Regions from separate parts of the Mus musculus genome. Here region 1 is linked to region 2. A link is a contact called in public promoter capture Hi-C data. All regions are on one chromosome and are shown on one strand. The core of a region is the stretch at or near the end of the contact, and the rest is flanking DNA. Distances in the headings are between cores, read along the strand shown. Region 1 overlaps Srgap2 (SLIT-ROBO Rho GTPase activating protein 2). Region 2 overlaps Srgap2 (SLIT-ROBO Rho GTPase activating protein 2).

Region 1 (2,700 bases), core at 77-2,576, 87 kb after region 2:
CAGAATTAGTCATGATTTCACAAGTCTTAAAAAGTTACTGCTGATACTAAAGATCAAGAAAATAAAAGCAGAGTACTGTGGGTTCCATCAGAAAAAGATACTCAAGCTCCTAGTATATGCTTTTATTTTTAAAAGGCATTATAAGAAAAATAATTAAAATGATCTTATACATCTCTAGACTGGGCAAGGATTATGTCAAAACTGATTTTGCTGGGGGGGGTGTTCACATTTTTTTGTTAGAGGGTAACAGGGAAGGGGCCTCTTCCACCAGCAGAAGCATTCACAGGTCCTTCAGCCATTGCAGACTTGGGCCCAGAGGCTCCTGTGGGTGACTGGACATATCAGGCATGTTCCCATTATCTCTCATAAGCACTGGGTAGTTGTAGGGTGTGGCCTGATTGATCATGGCAGCATACTTGGTGTTGTGGGCTAACCATGGGGATAATTATAGCGAGGCCCCAGACAGAGATGAACACTACCAGCAGCGGCTCCTTCGCCCAGTCATTCTTGAGGAAGGTGGAGATTTTCCCAGCCATCTTGATGTTGGCAGTGACAAAGGTCCCAAACTGATTTTAATATTTAACAAAACATCAGAAATAAATTAAAGACACAAACCAGTGAGCACCATGACTGGACTAGACAGACTAAGTGCCTCAGAAATTTCATTTTCTTTTTCAGCAGAGTAGACTTACCCAAATTGTATAAAGAAAATCCCTATTTTGAGTCTCTTAAGATTTATTTGTTTTATTTTAGGTATATGTGTGAGTGTCTACATGTATGTGTGTACACCACATGTATACCTGGGTCCTTTGCAAAAGCAGCATGCACTCTTAATCAATGAGCCACCATTTCCTTGGCCCCTAGATCTTTATTATTTAATGGCACAGTTTTCAGGAAAAAAAAAACAAACAACAACAAAAACAACAACAAAAAAAAACACCTTACAGCATAATTCCTCTACTTTATGATCTCACTCTGTAGCATCTTGAACAATTCTGACATTCAGCACACTGGAAGGTAACTGGCAACTGACATTTGTTTCCCAGCTAGGTTAGAAGCACCTCAAATCTAACACCATGTCTTATTTTCACAACCCCAGGAATATACCACAAAACTGGTATAAATGTTGAACTGAAATTAATGAAAATAGGTTATGCCTTCCCTATCTTCAACAACGACTCTTTGGAAGATTCCAACAAAGTCTCAGAGTTAACCATATGCAGGTGCTAGGTTAGCAAAGACGTATAATAAAGATTTCTGTGTATCTGGCTCGTTCTCCACTCTTCTTTTCCTTGCTTCTCCACCTCCAGCAGGGAGTTCCCACTGGAAATTGCACAATTCTTTGTGCAAAGAGAAGCAACAAGTTTAGTTCCTGCTGATCTGGGCAGCATGATGTTCTGGCACAAGAACTTCCAATATCTTAATTCCTTTTCTCATTTCTCCAACCAAACGTTTGAAGCAAGTTAATGGAAGAAGGGCTTGTCATGAGGCAGCCGGTCATGCTGCACAGTCAGGAAGCAAGGAAGAAGGATTGCTCAGTACAATTTGTCTTTTTTCTTTAGTCCAGGACTACAGCCCATGGAACTGTGCTACTCAGAATGCGCAGGTCTTCCTACCTCAGTTAACTCAATCTGAATAATCCCTCACAGGCACGCCTGGAGGCTAACAATCTAGACCTCCTTCATAAATATTTGCAGAAGATAGTCTCCTAGGTGATTTTACAGATAGTCAAGTTGATAATATTAACCATCATGTCCACTTTCACAGAAGAGCAGCAAACCCAATCCAGCATTTTTAAAGTAAAAATACCACTGGAAGGACTACTCACTCTTATTTTATCAAAATATTATCTTCTGTGATAGTTAATTTTGATTTTCCCCAACTTCCTTAGAAACAACTAGGCATTGTGCATCACATCTTTTTGAGTGTGTCTTTATGAGGGTGCTTCCAGAGAGGATTAATTGAGGGGACAGACACAGCCTGAGTATGGGTAGCCCCTATCCCATGAGCTGGGGCCCCAGATTGAAAACAAAGGGCATGAGGAGGAAATCAGCTGAATGTCAGCCACTGAAATGGCAAGAGCTAAGGGGTCTTAGACTCATGCTCCGACTGTCATGGAGCTCCCTGCCACCATGATAAACTGTATCCCTTAAAATCATAAGCCAAAGCAAATTCTTCCTTCCTTGCTTTGATAGTTGATAGAAAAATAACAAATATTCCTTGGAAGGCATTCATTTCTATCTTCCATAGTCTTATAATAAGCAAGTATAACTTTTTTGAACTCTTTCTGGTCAAGCCCCCATGATAAGTGGTACACCCTGACCAAGTATGCACATATACAAAACAGAGCACATACATGTGATGTGTACAATCACTCTTAAATTTTTTGATGCAGTTATATTTGTTTTCTATATACAATTTTCTTTTATTCTTTCTGTGCTTAAAAAAATTATTTCATTTAAGTTTTTAAAGAAACAGTCTTCATAACCTGCCCTGCAAAGGGATCACAATCTACAGGTGGAAAAGCTCTAGTCAAATAAGCAACATACAGTGCTGTGAACAGTGTTTCAGAATCACTCTGGAAACTTTTTTTTTTTTAGATTTTTATTTATTTATTATTATATGTAAGTACACTGTAGCTGTCTTCAGACACTCCAGAAGAGGGAGTCAGATCTCATTACGGGTGGTTGTGAGCCACCA
Region 2 (2,700 bases), core at 104-2,603:
TAACTCTTATTTGTCTTTATATGGCTAGTGCCTAATGCCAGGGTCAAATAGACAAACAGTATCAGGGGACTATTAGCTGACACTGATTCAAGGGAACAGGTGCTGAATTTCAATTTGAAACAGCCCTGCAACCAGCTGCTGCACCAAGTCAAGAAGACATCTTCAGAGATAATACAGAAGCATAAAACCTCTGGAGTAAAGATAGCCCCAGAGTGTCTCACTATCTCTCTCCCCGCCCTCTCTCATGTTACTGTTTCTTTGACTCTTCATGGCCAATCCATGTGGCTTCCCTGTCTCCATATATACTCTTTCCTGTAGGGGCTTCCTGGGTTTTCCAGACACTGCCTCTCTGTACAATTGAGGCAGACAATCAATCCAAGAGTTCTTTAGGAAGTACTGCACTCTGACTTCAAAGGCATTCCTACAACATGAGAAAGAAAATGAAAACCACTTTACTATGGCTTACAAGCTAGCCAGCTCATTGTGATGGAGAGGGGGATAATGGACCAGCATACATATGTGCAAGAATCTCTGGGATTGCTCTCTGGGAGAACAGCTGTGGGAAACTCCCCCTGGCACATAATGCTAACTCAGGGAAATCAAAGCCCCTTCAGGCAGAAGAAGAAGGTGCAGAGGAATAGCTGGCTACTTATCATGGGGTTCTGGATCTCTTGTTCAAAGGCATCTTTATTTAGAGCTACCTGGGCTCTGCCTCTTGGCTCATCAAAGTTTAAAAGTACTTAGATGATCAACCCTTGAGTAATTGGTTCCCTCAAAAGAAGTATTCATGGGTGTTAGGGGCAACTGCAAGAAGACCACTGAAAAATACAGTGGTCTTCATCTCTTCTTTCAATGACCCACAAATCACACATGATTTCTTTCTTTCTTTTCTTCTCTTCTCTTCTCTCCTTCCTTCCTTCCTTCCTTCCTTCCTTCCTTCCTTCCTTCCTTCCTTTCTTTCTTTCTTTCTTTCTTTCTTTCTTTCTTTCTTTCTTTCTTTCTTTCTTTCTTTCCCCCCCTCCCCCTTGAGACAGGGTTTCTCTGTGTAGCCCTGGCTGTCCTGGAAATCACTCTGTAGACCAGGCTGGCCTCAAACTCAGAAATCTGCCTGGCTCTGCCTCTCAATTGCTGAGATTAAAGGTGTGCACCACCAATGCCTGGCCACATATGATTTCTACTGCTGACAGGATCAGTGAAAGCAGTTCTTTCCTGTTTTCTTAAATAGAGCAAATAGGGAAATGCTCTTTAGAAGAAACTCTCCGTATTTCTTCCTAATGCCCAAAGAGTATATATATGGCAAATAGCTTTCCAAAGCTAGCAGCACATGGTAGTATCAAGTTCCTGCTTGAGGAAGCCACTATCTCATGTAGGGTGACTAACATCCTGCTCTCCTCAAGACTACCAATTCAGCACTAAAAATATGTCCTAGGAAACTGTTTAAGAGAAGGTTTCACTGTGTCACCCTGGCTGGCCTGGAACTCACGATGTTTAAGAGAAGGTTTCACTGTGTCACCCTGGCTGGTCTGGAACTCACGATGTTTAAGAGAAGGTTTCACTGTGTCACCCTGGCTGGCCTGGAACTCACGATGTTTAAGAGAAGGTTTCACTGTGTCACACTGGCTGGCCTGGAACTCACGATGTTTAAGAGAAGGTTTCACTGTGTCACACTGGCTGGCCTGGAACTCACGATGTAGAACAGACTGACTTTGAACTCAACCTGCCTCTGCTTCTCAAGTATTGAATAAAATGTGGCTCTCTCTCTCTTCATGAGCACTAGGCTAATCAGCAAAAAGGATATATAGTCACCCAAATCTCAGACCAGTCCTAAGATATTCTCACCCTACATAAACAACAACTTTTAATTCTAGTCTGTAACTTTCCTAATAATCTATACAGAATCTTCAAATTTATTTGGTCCTTCAAATTTATATAGTCTCATATTTTGAAAATATGAATTCCTCAATCATTGTCAGCCATATGGCATACAGGTATCAGAGCATGTCACTTGCTGCTGCTTCTGGGGAATTGCTGGGTGGAAAACAACAAACTTCCCACCAACTTTTATCATCATGCTGACTTGCAGTGCATGACTTCCAAGTGCATGCATCTAGTAGTCAGAGCAGGACAGATTCTCAGGTGTCTAATTTAGCAGTCTAGGCTCAGCACACCCGTGCTTTTGGAGCTTGATAACTATTGCGGCAAATTGTTCTGTACATTGTAGGATCCTCCAGTCACGACAACTAAAAACATCAGCAGACACTGACACACATTCTACTTTGTAGGAATGGGGGAGGCCACCATGTATAAGGCTCAGTGTACCAGAGTCTGTTCTGTCCTCTCTGGAAGTTCCTGGTGTCTTCTGTTTTTCTTTTTCCATTTAGATGTAAATAGCTAAGCCTTATTTGGGACTTGATGAATCTTAAGTATAATAATTCACCTCAAAGCAGGGAGCAGCACACGCACTGATTCTGCATGTGGATGCTAGGCTTTATGCTCTCTATTAACTATGGGCTCATGGTGGCCACAGAAGCCATCGCCAATACTGGTCTGAAGACTAAGCATAGAGGTCTCAGGGCTGGGAGATGGCTGAGTAGAGAGGCCTAATGACCTGAGTTTGATCCCCAGATCCCACAAGGTGGCAGGAGAGAACAAACTTCTAAGAATGATCCCTTATGCACACTCAAAATAAATACTAAAAAT

Evidence for each region. Capture Hi-C pulls out chosen DNA fragments and counts their contacts.
Region 1: a promoter capture Hi-C map of adipose tissue shows a contact between it and region 2. The contact joins two enhancer-like sites. A contact is called at or near these places in 1 of 15 datasets of contacts at CTCF or cohesin (CD8 T cells), 2 of 484 Hi-C or Micro-C datasets (both in bone marrow-derived macrophages), 7 of 115 datasets of contacts at active chromatin or transcription factors (the 230-238 cell line, CD8 T cells, the HPC-7 cell line and 4 more) and 3 of 9 other capture datasets (adipose tissue, liver and pancreatic islet).

The regions. Positions count from the first base shown.
Region 1 is chr1:131,447,160-131,449,859 of GRCm38.p6, forward strand. The region is part of intron 2 of Srgap2 (SLIT-ROBO Rho GTPase activating protein 2); the gene reads right to left. It also overlaps the pseudogene Gm29487. Among named protein-coding and RNA genes, the nearest start is that of Srgap2, 79 kb to the right of the region's middle. Within about 2 kb of position 1,327, at least 34 of the 459 cell types and tissues checked have an H3K27ac peak or open chromatin away from gene starts, as enhancers often do. A contact at or near this core is called in adipose tissue and bone marrow-derived macrophages, where this site is marked.
Region 2 is chr1:131,359,653-131,362,352 of GRCm38.p6, forward strand. All of the region lies in intron 5 of Srgap2 (SLIT-ROBO Rho GTPase activating protein 2), which reads right to left. The region is part of intron 3 of Gm51644 (a long non-coding RNA gene); the gene reads left to right. Among named protein-coding and RNA genes, the nearest start is that of Ikbke, 81 kb to the left of the region's middle. Within about 2 kb of position 1,354, at least 15 of the 459 cell types and tissues checked have an H3K27ac peak or open chromatin away from gene starts, as enhancers often do. A contact at or near this core is called in adipose tissue and bone marrow-derived macrophages, where this site is marked.